Linked DNA regions of Danio rerio: region 2 is linked to region 1. The links are chromatin contacts, called in public Hi-C maps. All regions are on one chromosome and are shown on one strand. Each heading gives the region's core, a stretch centred on a gene start, on an enhancer-like site or on the middle of the called end of the contact. The rest is flanking DNA. Distances are from core to core; before and after follow the strand shown.

Region 1 (6,744 bases), core at 2,064-4,563:
TGGCTAGTAGGTTGAAAGGTCATCAGTGATTGGCAGATTGGTATTCTGAGTTAAATGAGCCCAACCTTAAGTCTGTATGACAGTCTGGTGGAAAGTTATGAGGTCACAAAGTTTGGTCCAATGTTAAGTCAATTGGACTTTTCCAAATTCTCTCAGTTTTTAGAAAACCAAAAGTCAGATCAGTTGGGAGGTTTGGAGTAAGTTTGGTGGTTGTAATATGAATGGTCTAGGAGGAGATGCATATAGAAATTAGTCCCAGAAAAAGAAGATGGGAGAATAATAATTTTATGTAGCATAACAGTTTGTTTGGCTTTCTTATGCCATGATAAAAATTTCACTTATCGCAAGAATTTCTGTGACAATATATCGCACAACAAAAATTCATTATCGTGACAGGCCTTATCCTGTCAAACCATAACATTAAAATGTTTGTAAATTACGCTCACCATCAGGCACTGAAGTGCAGCTGCTCGGTCTGTCAAAGTTCCTCTCACTGAGCTCCTCCAACAGCAGAGTTTGAGTTGCTAGTTTGTGCAGGTATGTCTTATGCTGTGACTGGCTTCCTCCTGAAGTCAACAACTGCATCCCATACATAGAGAAACATCAGCATTTTAAAACAACAAAACTAAATTATACACTGTCTATGCCATACATCCGCTGTTGAGGGACCATGTTCAATGTTACAGTCAAAGAAAATCACCAGAGAATAAAGAAATTAAGCTGTGAATTGCGGACACCCTGACTCACCTGAATGAGATGATTGCAGTATTGCAGATGAATGACGACGGCTACGTCTAGGTTCTCGTTTCCTGTCGTGAGGGGCAAAGGGCTGCCGGCCACACTGTTCCCCACGCCTGTGTCCTCTGTGAGGGCTTCACTCAGATGGCCTCGCGCTTCTGGATGTTGACCTGACCTGTTGGACATGTAAAGACATCCTGTCACCGATAGAGGGCACTGCATAATGCAAAATCACAAGTATGAGTCACTGGGAGAAACTATAGCTACGTCTTTAAACGGATAAATAATCCTCTCCTTTGACTCTCTATTGCTGCAAGCTGCTTTCGTCATTCCTAACATATTACAAAAAATGCCCAAAACTGCCATGTGACATGGTGTACTACTCCAAACAAGCTAAAAAAAAACAGAGCTAAGTTTTATAAGCTACCAAACCATAAAAGCTAGCGGTTTAAGGGTGACAAATGTGGATCCAGCCCTACTGAAAAATCCAGCTTAAACCAGGTTTTAGAGGGGTTTTGACCATTTCCAGGCCGGTTTCCAGCCATTTCAAGCCTGGTCTTAGCTGGTCAGGCTGGAAGATGACCAGCTTAAACCAGCTTGACCAGCCTAGCCAGGCTGGGAGCCCAGTCAAAACCAGCTATGTCCAGCTTAAACCAGGCTGGTCAAGCTGGTTTTAGCTGGTCAGTTTCCAGCCTGACCAGCTAAGACCAGGCTGGAAATGGCTGAAAACCAGCCTGGAAATGGCCAAAACCCCTCTAAAACCAGCCTGGACGACCAGCTAAAGCCAGCCAACCAGCCTAGGCTGGTTTAAGCTGGATTTTTCTGCAGGGAGGCAATGGACGTGAAGCATCAGCTGGAAGAATGGGTAAATTGTGGGGTCCTGACACTCAGTAGGCCTGTGTGTAAGGTGGACATTTTACTACTGGAAAGTCAGATATCATATATAACATTTTCAAAGCAGATTATCTGACTTTAGCCTTGTTTTTCAGATAATTGCTAGCTCACTTAGCATGTTTCTTAGATTTCTGCAAACATTATAGTATTTTTATGCTTTAGAAGAGTGAAAAACTTAGACACAGCACCTTTAAATGCTTGTTTTAGGGGTTGACAGCCTAAAAAATGTAGGGTTTTTTTTTTTAGCTATTTTACTGTTCAACTTAGCATAGCAGTTTTTAGATATTGTTTTGTTTTTGCTATTGATCAAAAATGACGGAGGCAGCTTCCTGCAATACAATTTAATGTCAATCCATCTTGGATTGTTCTGCCCCCGGTTGCCGATTATGACATGTTATGCACTGTCTCTATAAATCATCATCACGACTATTAGTTAGTATCCCTTTAATGTAGGGGTTTTAAACTCAAATTGGCAGAGGGCCATTTCAGTGACCGACAATTCATAAGAGGGCCGTTTTGTGGAAACCTGATGTAATTGAAGCATCTTAGGACAACAGATGACGTTTATATTTTAAGCATTACCTGTTAGTGATAACACATATCAGCATGTTTATCATGTCACACATCAGCTGCTGAAATATCTGTGGCTGTTATGTGTATGGCCGAGCATCATTCTTCCACAGAGTATATGTAGTCAAAACTCTAGCTTTTTGTTTCTTGTTGTACATATTGAAGGGGTTGTTTAAATTGCTACAAATAATAGGCATAATTATTATTATTCTGCCCCAACCAATTGTATTGTCCCAGTAGCATAAGAACAACAGAAAGCAGTCTGGGTTACTTAAGTTACTTTAACAGCAATTGTTCTTCTCAATCTTTGTTTTTTTATTTTTTTTGGAAAAGCAAAGAGGGGAAAAGTAAGTATATATTCACCTTTCCTTTAACAAGTTCAACTCAACCAGCTGTATAATTTTACTAATGTACATAGTTTTTATTTTTATGCAAATCCTAATAAGCATAATCTATATTTAATGGGGAAAATCTATTAAAAGAGACCATTTGAATCGAATATTAGCAAAATTATCATCTTTGTTACACCACCAGCATAACATGTAAGCCATGAAGAAGTGTTTGCACAACAAATTACAGGTGGTATAAAACTGATAATAATCAAAAGACCCTTGAATATTCATAAAGATAGAGCTTTAGTAAAAATAGAGCACATACGTGGTTCAAAAAATGTTTTGGTGGGCCAAATCTCGTTATATTTTTAACGTCAGTTGCAGGCCGGTGGGAGGAGGAAGGCAGGCTGTAAAAGGCCCGCGGGCTGGCAGTTTGAGACCCCAGCTTTAATGCCATTTACAAATCTTCTGCCTTGGTCTACTAGCGGGATAATAAATTATATATTACAGACACACCTTAGAATCTCACAAGAGAAAATAGTAGGTATTTGAAATTTACTCAAGCGTTAACTCATATAAACCTCTTATGTCACATAGTTGTCTTTGGCTTACTATATAGCAGGAAAGTGTGTGGTTTCAGATGCATCCCAGATCAGCAAAGGGTGTAATGTTGAACTCACCCCATTCTCTCTGACTCCATGTCAAAGAAGACAGCACGTGAGAGAGTGCCAGCGTCATCTCCTGTGTCATCGTCATCGAAGTCAGAGGTGTTGAGGAAGTCAAAACTTTCCAGAGCGCTTTCTACCGTCAAACTGAGGCTTGATGAGCGGCTCCTATGGGCATGCACTCGACACTGAGGAGAAACAATAAGCCTTATTCAAAACAATGAGGTCACAAAAATGTCTGCATGGTTCACAGAGGGTAAGAATTTTGTATACTCAGAGGGTTTGACTCATTTCAAATATAAATATCTGAAAATCCTTAAATCAAATAAGCATTTTCAGAAAAAAAAAAGCTAAATAATCTGTCAGGTGGGTAAAAAAATAATGTGAACAAGTTTATTTCTGCTTACCACTCGGCAGATTACTTCGCTTGTTTTAAGGAAAAACTTTTGACTTTCTGAAAACGACATTATTTTGTCTAGAAAATGCTACTTGATTCAAATATTTTTAGACTAGAAATCAGACTAAATCTGTAAGAACTCTATGTATTTATTTGTTTATTTGTTTTTTAGTGTATAAATTGCACTTTTGCTAAATTAAATGTGGTAGAACTGGTATGTCAAACCTGCCCCTGGAGAACCACTGTCATGTAGAGTTTGGATCCAACCCTAATTAAACATTCCAGCTAATCAAGTTCTTCAGGATTACATGACACAGAGATTCTCTTACTAGCTGCGAGGGTCTGTATTACCATTGGAAAAAGCGTATCAGCATGGTCATGTCAGGCACCTTGCAGAAAATCACAAAATAGCCTCTGGCAGTGGATGTTTTGGCTAAAGATTGCATGTTCACCTTCCAAATGCTTAGGAAACTAACAGTAAAGTGTATTGGAGCTGGTTGGAGCCAGAATACACAGGATACTGGTACTCCAGGAGCAGGATTAGACACCCTTGTGCTAGACAGATGTAACAGTATCCAAGCTGTCCTGAGTACAAGAGTCAAGTGTCCTAAATCAAGACTAACGGCATCAAAATCCAGACTCAAGAACCACAAGATCAGTGTGGACAATAAATTATTATTTTAAGTTCACGTTGGTTATTAAACAGATTAAGCTTCATACTTAATCAATAGTAAAGGTGGGGTAGCATTATCAATTTCGCAGGTACAAAAAGTATGAAATATCTATTGTCAATAATGCAGTCATGTTTAAAGCATAGGCCAAACAGAAGTCACTAGTCTCTGTTTCCATATCATATCAAGTGTTTTCAGTGATCTGATCATGTCTCGGCTGATTTGGTCAGACGATACACATAACCATTCAGATGTGTCTCTTGTGAACACTTGTGGATTTCACTCGAGGATGGGTTTTTAAATGTACTTAACCACATAGGCATTTATATTCTGAAACTAATTTAGTCGAATGTGTTCGTCAACAACAACAACAAAAAAAATGTCATCATTTACTCATTGTCCACTTGTTTCAAACATGTTCAAATTTCTTTCTTCAGTTGGACACAAAAGAAGACATAAACAGCGATTAACTTCCTTTCTATTTTTTTTCTTCCTACTATAGATGTCAATGTTTTTTCCAACATTTGTCAGAATATCTTGCTTTGCTTTGTTAACCACTTAAGTGCAAGCAAATGAGAAAATTAGCATTTTTTGGGTGAACTACCCCTTTAATACAAAAATCCCTTTCAAACCAAGTAGTGTCTGAAGGTCAACTCAAAGAATATGACTAAATTGAACATGGGTGAAATTTGCATGCATAACTTATTAACCCTTGTGCAAAACTACAGATGGATACCTATTGAATGAAACAAGCAAAGTTTGCTTCGCAATAGTAAATGTGAACTTCAATTTTGAGGAACGCTGAAAACTGGAAGCCATTACCATCCATAGTATTAAACTATACTACAAAAGTCATCCAGTGCAACCAATTAGGTTTTCTCCTGCTGGACACATCATCACTCGCTCTATCCATCAATCAAACAAGGATTCTGTCCAATGTTCTGACTGCTGCAAAAACTTTTCCTGAAACTATGACTGGATCCATCCACTCCAGTTGATCTTTCTTGGAAACTCTAACTACTGGACATTATTAGTTTGGAATATACCAACAAAATGGCGCCAACAAGAAAATCAATCCTGATTTTTAAATATATTTTACCTTTCTGTTGGGTGGATCTCAAGCTTTGTTGTCTATAGTTAAACATGTAAAATGTTCAATAAAATAGAATTAATAAAGTACTACAAAAATCAATTGCTACTGGTTTCCACCATTATTCAAAAAAGGTTTGTGTCCAAAAGAAATGGGAACACTTGAGGGTGCATAAATTGTGTCTGAATTTTAATTTCTGGGCCAGCACCAAGAACGACAAATATAAAAATTACTGAAAAGCCCGTCATAGGCAGCACCTTGATGTCAAAACCACATCGATAAAATCAAAACGACATCAAATTGACATCGTACATTGGTGTCAAAAAACAACTTAAAAAAAGTTATTACAGAACTGTCCTGTAATCAATTTATGATAAATCTTTTGACAACAATGCTAGATGCATTGTAGGCAGTGTTGGGGAAAGTTACTTTAGAAAGTAATGCATTTCAACATTGAGTTACTCCCCAAAAAAAGTAACTAGTTGTAGGGCTGGGCAATTAATCGAAAAGTAATCGAAATTGACATTCATAACATATAATCGATCAAATTTTTCAATCAAAGGTCAATTTTTTTACTTAACTTTACCTATCGTGTGTGGAGTCTTGTGACCCTGCTCTGTTAAGGCTAATATATACTTATTATAATATGATTTATACTTATTATATTATTCTTATATTATACTTCTCCCAAGCGATTGCATGCGGCCTGGCTCAGCCTTCATTCTTTAATTGTAATCAACTGTGTTCAATGTTCAATGAATCAAGATTTTGATTTTAGGCCAAATCACCCAGCCCTAACTAGTTGCTTTACTTAGTTACTTTTTTATGGAAAGTAATGTTATGTTACTTTTGAGTTATTTTTGCTTTTTTTTTTGGCCTAGCTGAGGCTTGATCACTTCTAGAACTTAATTTTCCATAAAAAAAAAACATAAAAATTATTATCAATTTCCTGACCCCAGAGCTATATATGGCATATTTACAAATTAATTACAGCTGAAAGCAATGCATTTGCTACTTTTTTGTCTTAAAAAAGTAAAAATAACTGTCCTTTTTATGTAATCCTCTTTTCCTTTTCTTCCATATGTTCCAAATAAAGAGAATATTTCCATTGCAGAAATGTAGGGCTCTGCCATCTTAATTTCTGTAGGTTCCTGTATTGTCTCATTAGCCCAGGATTCAAGACTACATTAATTTTAATTCAGCAATTTATTTTTTTAAAAGTGAATTAACTTTAGAAGTTACTCGCATTACATTTTTAAAAAGTAACTCAAATATTTTTACTTATTTTTTAAAAGTAATGAGTTACTTTACTCATTACTAGACCCACACGGAATCTGCACGTGCAGAAATCCACAGATTTCTGCAGAGTTTTATCCCATCATTGAGT
Region 2 (7,083 bases), core at 1,000-3,499, 140 kb after region 1:
AAGAGATGCAGAAACACCACAGTGAAGGACAGTGGCATTATTTTATGACACAACCGAAACACAACACAAATATGGAGACAATCCTTTGTATCGGTTTGAGACATGTATTTAAATGTCACCAAACACTTCAGGCTGATGAAATACTTTACTGAAGTGTTTAAAAGCAATCGCTAGACAAACCAATTTTGTTAAATGTGTTACTGTTTTCACTAAATAAATAAATAAATAAAACTAGCCAAAAAGAAATGATTTCTCACACTTTTTTTTGCAAATGTAGGATTGCCAACATTAAGTTGACTGACATGTCTTTGGGATATGGTATTTGGAGGCATTATACATCACAATGTGAATTTATAGATATTCAGGCCCGTAGCCAGCCTGGTGAAAGGCTTAGTTCTTTTCTTTCAAAAAGTTTCTTTGCAGTTATTCGCCTCATTTTCTGTTTAATTTTGAGCTTTAAATTCTGCATTTTAAGCACTTTTTGTTGGATTAGCTTGTCACATGATCACACTTTTTTATGTATCAAAAACATTTCCTAAAAAATAAAGAAATAATAGAATAATATATACACAAAAATACAATACTTAATTTAAAAAACCTTATTTATCACTTCATATATCATTAGAAAAAATAGGAATCTGTTATTAAATTTAAAAAAGATTGTTTTATGAGGCAAATAACAAACTGGACAGCACATTCAACTTTCCTCAGTCCAAATTTGGGACATTGAATTTGGCACAAAAATTGCCAAATTCAGTGTACCTTATTCTGTACTGATAGCCAACACAGGATTCTGCTTGGTCTTAAAGCCTTTTTCGATGTGTTATTTTCACAATTTATTAAGGCACAGCAGTAAAAAATAGGACAAATGAGCACATGTATGGGACAAATTTTGGACCTTTGTTTTCCTAACCACCCGAACCCCCCCTGACTACAGGCCTGATATTGTGGCATCTGCATACATGCTTAGACATATTGGAATGTAATTTATTTATTAATTTTTCTTCAGCTTAGTCCATGATTTATCCACAGCGGAATGAACCACAAACTATTCCGGCATATTTTATATGCCCTTCCAGCCACAACCCATTACTGGGAATCACCCATACGCCCTTGCATTTACACATGCACTTATACACTACAGCCATTTTACTTCATTCAGTTCACTTATACTGCATGTATTTGGGCTGTGGGGGAAAACCGGAGCGCATTGACTGTAGTGTATGAGTGTGTATGGATGTTTCCCAGTGATGGGTTGCGGCTGGAAAGGCATCCGCTTATTGAAAAATATATTGTCACCTTAAAATAATAAGGTTCTATCTGACATTTTTGTCCAAATTGAGTTATTAAAATATTTTTGTTGAAAAAAAACAAATGTTACACACATACTGTTCGCTATGAAATGCAAAAACTTTGAAGCTCAATATCTCAAAATCATTCAGAATGCAGATACAACCTTATAATTCCAAGGTGACGATATGCTGGATGAGTTGGTGGTTCATTCCGCTGTGGTGACTCCAGATTTTTAAAGGGACTAAACCGAAAAGAAAATGAACCAATGATATTGCCACAGCCATATCACTCTGCAGCCCAAGACCGGTTACTCACTGAAGTTAAGCAGGGCTGAGCCTGGTTGGTACCTGGATGGGAGACCACTAGGGAACACTAGGTTGCTGTTGGAAGTATGGTTAGTGAGGTCAGCAGGGGTTGTGGTCTGTGTGAGTCCTAATGCCCCAGTAAAAGTGAAGGGGACACTATACTGTCAGTGGGCGCCGTCTTTCAGATAAGACGTTAAACCAAGGTCCTGACTCTCTGTGGTCATTAAAAATCCCATGGCACTTCTCATTAAAGAGCAGGGGGGTAACCCTGGTGTCCCAGCCAAAGTCCCTCTATCGGCCCTTACGTTCATGGTTTCCCAATCCTCCCCTTCCACCAAAATAACTCCATCACTGTCTCTCCACTCCACCAATAGCTGGTGTGTGGTAAGCGCACTGGCGCCGTTGTCCTGAGCTTTGGGTGTATGGCCATACACAATAAATGCGCTATATAAATACACATTACATTACATTACAATGAATGAATCTGATTGGTCATTCCATATGTTAGCTAAAGAGGGATCAGCCGTGATCAATCACAAGCACAAGATCCTCTCTAAATTAGTTTAGAAATTAACTTCACTTATGCCTGATGTAAAACTCAAAGTAGGCAATACTTAACAGTATTTAAGTCTACTGTACACCTGGTGAATACAAATTGTAAATTCTCTGAGAAATATAAAATATTTACAGCTTTTCAAACATTAAAAAATCCTAAATCCAACAACATGAGCAGCTCCGGATAAAACATGTGCTTTTAATCTTGAAATTACGGTAATTACAATACTGAATTTACAGTACCGTGGATTAAATGCAGAATTGAAACTACATTCACTTCAGTTTCCCCTCATCTAATTGACATAGGAGACTGCTTAATACTCATTGTTGATCATTTTTATCTCATATGGTGTGTTCACTGTACTACACCCTGCATTTGTTACGCTTCTTGATGTCCCAACAGTTAGACTAGCAGCCTTTTTTTCTAACTGCATCTGTTTAGAAGATGCCTAAAATAACACTTCAGAACATGTCAAATCAGCGAATGTACAACATCTGTGAAAAAGGCAGACAAATGCTATGTCTGAGATAGCATAGCAGAGATCAGACTCTCCCCAAATGAGAAGCAGATGGAAATTAATAATCTAGGAGTGACAGAGGCAGAATTCATGGCACATGGTCAACATTCCCAGAGAAGCAGTTATGTTTCGGTGTGTAGGCAAATGATTTGCACCTCTGCTGCTAAGCTAAAACATATCTGCCCTTAATTAGCCATGAGGCATTCTGAGGTCATGGGCTCTTGCTGTTGTCACGGGACACTCGGCTGATGAGCCTGAACTAAATCTATTCTGTCACACTTAAAACAGGATTTCATCTCTCTGTTTCTATCTCTCTCTCTCTCTCTCTCTCTCTCTCTCTGCTTTCCTTGGCGGTATTAAAAACAGGGTTAGTGCTGTACTAATTCTGACATGGGGGAGGCGAGATTCAGACAAAAGTACCAGCGAATCAGCATCATGTCCTATTTAATAAACATCTGATTAATTTCACAGGATTATGCTCATCTGAGCCAAACCATCATCGCTTGAGTACAAGCAGACTAAGCTGTGGCTAACCAAATAGCGTCCCCTGCAGTTAAATCACAGTGAAACATACAGTAATTATGTCGTAATTACCATCCTTCAGCTTAAATGTCACAATAAAATGCATTAAGACGTTTCTAAGTTGGCCATATTTGCATATTTTGTACTTGGTTGTGTAGACAAACGCTTACAGTAACTTATGGTGATTATGGGCAAAGTAAACCTCGTCATTTACTGCTCCTTTCAAACTCTCTGTCAGTCTACTCAGGCTAATGCACACATGTGCTGCAGTGCCTGCCTATCTCTAGCTATCACATGTCTTCTGCCCTCTCTCTCTCTCTCTTTCTCTCTCTCTCTCTCTCTCAGCCACAAGACTGCAGAAAAAGACAACTCTGACACAAAGTTAGAAATGTCATATATTATCCTCTCTCAAGGAACTAACATATTTGCAACCAAACATTAGCCATCAAATGACAATACAAAATGTGGTTTTGAAATCTTCTAAACTTATGTTTGACACATTTTTAAATGTTTATGTTTAAAAGATAAAATTAGAGCAGTAAAGTAATTAGGTAAGACTGATTGGGCATTATGGATTTGGCACAGCCTCTCATATCCTATTGTTTGAATATTGCTAAATATTAACATGCTGAAAAAAATTGAAATCCTGCATCTTTGTGTTATGTACATTTGAATGTTCTGAAAGAAATTACGAGAGGGCCGTCGACTGTTTTAAATAGTCCATTTGAATTAGTTTTGCCTGCAACTGTTTGTTACTTTAACATGTTCATTCATTTTCCTTTGGTTAGACTATATTTTAGAGGTCGTCACGGCTTAATGAACCACCAACTAATCCAGCATATATTTTTTGGCAGTAACAAGTTTTACAGTGTGTAGCCAGGCAAAACTTGATCCCTTTGAGATCAAAGGTCTTTAAGCAAGGGTAGCATTTTGATTTGATGGCCATTGATTAGTGTTGTAGGTCAACACTTTAGATTTTGATGATGGATAAGATTCTGACGTTATGATAAGTCTGGATAAAAATATCATGGTTTTACAGTATTGTGGTTACTGCTGAGTATGTTCTTTAAAATGTCTGGGAAAAAAACTAAAACTTTTCCCCCTTTGAACTCGACATATTTTATGATGAGAAACATTCAAAATATTTTGGACCAGTAAACATGTCAGGCTACATAATTCAAATGAATCATTGCTGTTTTAATTAGTTTCAAAACACTGATTTCTTTACCATTTAAAACGACTTGTTGGGATTTTTTCTGCAAGAGATACTGTTGTCCTAAAAAAACAAATAAGCAAACAAACAAACAAAAAAAAGTTTAAAAAAATCCAATATATACCGTAGGAATGGTATAACAGAAAATGTTGGCAGTTTTATAACCTTGATTTATACACGATGTATCTTGAAAAGCGTCTCATACCTAAAGACATTCTACTATTTGTTATTTCAAATCTGTGCAAACCAATGGTTAAACAAGTCTGCCATTAATCTAAAGAAAAAGAAAAACCCATCTCCAATCAGCAGTGCTGGCCTTTAGCCAATCAGAGCACGCAGTGTGAGTCAAAGCATGACCAACACCTGATCCCAAACACCCATGGTGTTTACCTCAGAGCTAGAAGAGGAGCCATTGTGGATGATATATGCCTTCACACTCCCTTCATGCTTTCTCCACTTTTCTTCACACACAAATGTGAACACAGACCTAAATGCAAATGTACGGGGGGGACTCTAACTCATTTGAATGTTTTATCAATGTTGCATGGAGCATAATAGACCATTTCAGCAGCCTTTTACACTCTTAAAAATAAAAGATTAAAATGAGGTCACAGGTTCCACAGCAAACTTTTTAGTCAACAATTTTTCTAACAAGTTCTTTTTATATTCACATAACTTTCTGTGATGTTTTTTTATGGACCCACCTGGCCAATAAATCACCTTCATTTAAAAAAATGTATAGGCTATCTACACTGAGCTAACCCTATCAACATGTTCTTTCACACACATACATGAATATATCACACTCACTGTTGAACTTCCTGTGACGGGCCCGGGCCCTCCAGGGCCGCTCGCGGATCCATTGGAGCTTTCGTGACAGTTCCATGGCTGTGGGCCAGACTGAGCCCACAGGACGTCATCGACCAGCGTCAGCCCAATCTTCTCCACTTGTTCCCCAACCATGAGTTCATATCCAAAGCAAACACTGGACCCTTTGAGGGTCTTTGTCCGGTTTTCAAAGAAGACGGTCTGTCTGGCTGCGTATCCGTCGTCTCAACAAGGCTGTTTGCGTTGCCTGAGATCTATATTTTATGCATGAGTCAGGGGAACCCAACTCCCTCTGCCTCTCTGACACATAGACGCTACTCAGCTTTTCTTGATCCCAGGAGCACCACCTATCCATGGACAAACACACACAGAGACAGACAGACACACGTCGAACTGAAACATGACTCTAGTCGTCTCCTGGACAAAGGAAGAGATTGGATAGCAGACAGGGAACATGCATTATGTCTTTGTGTTCCTGAAAGGTGCATTATGCTAATGTATTTTATGATTGTTTGTGTGAACTTATGCATATCCTTTGCCTAAGTGCTTGCTTATTCTTAATCAATGTGTTTCTGTTATCATCAACTTCTATGTAGGGGAAATGTACTTGTGTGTACTTTTTAAATTGCCAATGTTTCAACAACAGATTCTAAATTATTAATATTAATTCACTATAGAGAACGAGCCCATGGATTGTCTATGAAGGCCAGTATGCTTTTCATGAAGGGACGTTTTTGCCTGAAAAATCGACAGGATGTGACGTAATGCGCACTATAGGCCTGCTATCATACTTAAGACTTATCAAACGCTGATTCACATATTTTTTCAATGTGAAAGCACAAAAACCTTTTGGAAAAACTTATATCTCCATATGGGTAACCACATTGCTTCTTCCAGACCCTTTCATCTTCAGGATGTCGTTTGTTATTATGGAGGTGGGGCTGATGTATCAGAGAATTACATTATTGACTTTTTTTATTTTATTTTGGAAAATATTTTATCCATAAACAAAAATTCTCCAGTTCGCAGCCTTCTTTTTCACATTTTTAAATAGAAATTCATGTTTTTATTAAATCTCTAAGATTAGTCAATAATAAGAAAAGTGATAGATTTTTAGTTTTTTATGATAAATATTTTGGAAACAGCACGGATACATAAGTCCTCCTTTCCTCTTGCTGTATTTGTGTTATGTATATGTTTAATCTTTATTTATTTATTTTTTTTCTTTCTTTTCTCTTTTGTTTCTCTTTTTATTTAATTTTTAATTTTTATATTATTTATCCTGATCTGTTATTGTCATTGTGTTCTTTTGTGTAAATTGAATTTTGTATGTTTGTTATTGAAGTCAATAATAAAAAAAAAAAATACTTCAGACTTATCTTATTATAATTATCAACACTTATCTCATCTTTTCTGTAACTGTGATGTCACTCTTAAATTTTGGAATGATGTTAGTGACTTTTCACACACGAAAAGGACATTCAAGTATGTTGTTAATTTCTCTAAACCGAAATTTGCGAATTGTATACCAAAATTTTTACCACCTGTTTTGTTTTTGCTTCGTTATCATTTCTGGTTGTGTTTTTGCAATCCTGTATTGTTCCTGGATATAGTTTATATCTGAATTTGTTTGACTTAATGTAATGTTTCAAAGCTTATAATATATATATATATATATATATATATATATATATATATATATATATATATATATATATATATATATATATATATATATATATATAAGATTTCTATAAAAAAAGTTTTAGATGTAATTTGACCCCCAAGGATGTTCTATTTTATTTTGACCCAAACAATTTATCTGTGGAATTTATAGTGAATTTGGTAA

Evidence for each region. Hi-C and Micro-C count contacts between places; a contact is called where the count stands out from the background.
Region 2: a contact with region 1 is called in a Hi-C map of skeletal muscle, with 4 times the contacts expected there. The contact joins two enhancer-like sites. A contact is called at or near these places in 7 of 18 Hi-C or Micro-C datasets (caudal fin, embryo, hematopoietic stem cells and 2 more) and 1 of 4 datasets of contacts at active chromatin or transcription factors (caudal fin).

Annotation. Positions count from the first base shown.
Region 1 is chr19:34,055,813-34,062,556 of GRCz12tu, forward strand. It overlaps ripor2 (RHO family interacting cell polarization regulator 2), which reads right to left. Exons shown (of 23, transcript NM_001045026.1): 15 at 3,215-3,387; 16 at 748-913; 17 at 447-579. Among named protein-coding and RNA genes, the nearest start is that of gmnn, 23 kb to the left of the region's middle. Within about 2 kb of position 3,314, at least 5 of the 62 cell types and tissues checked have an H3K27ac peak or open chromatin away from gene starts, as enhancers often do. A contact at or near this core is called in skeletal muscle, where this site is marked.
Region 2 is chr19:34,195,387-34,202,469 of GRCz12tu, forward strand. It overlaps a transcript of ripor2 not described here. Among named protein-coding and RNA genes, the nearest start is that of si:dkeyp-120h9.1, 27 kb to the right of the region's middle. Within about 2 kb of position 2,250, at least 1 of the 62 cell types and tissues checked has an H3K27ac peak or open chromatin away from gene starts, as enhancers often do. A contact at or near this core is called in skeletal muscle, where this site is marked.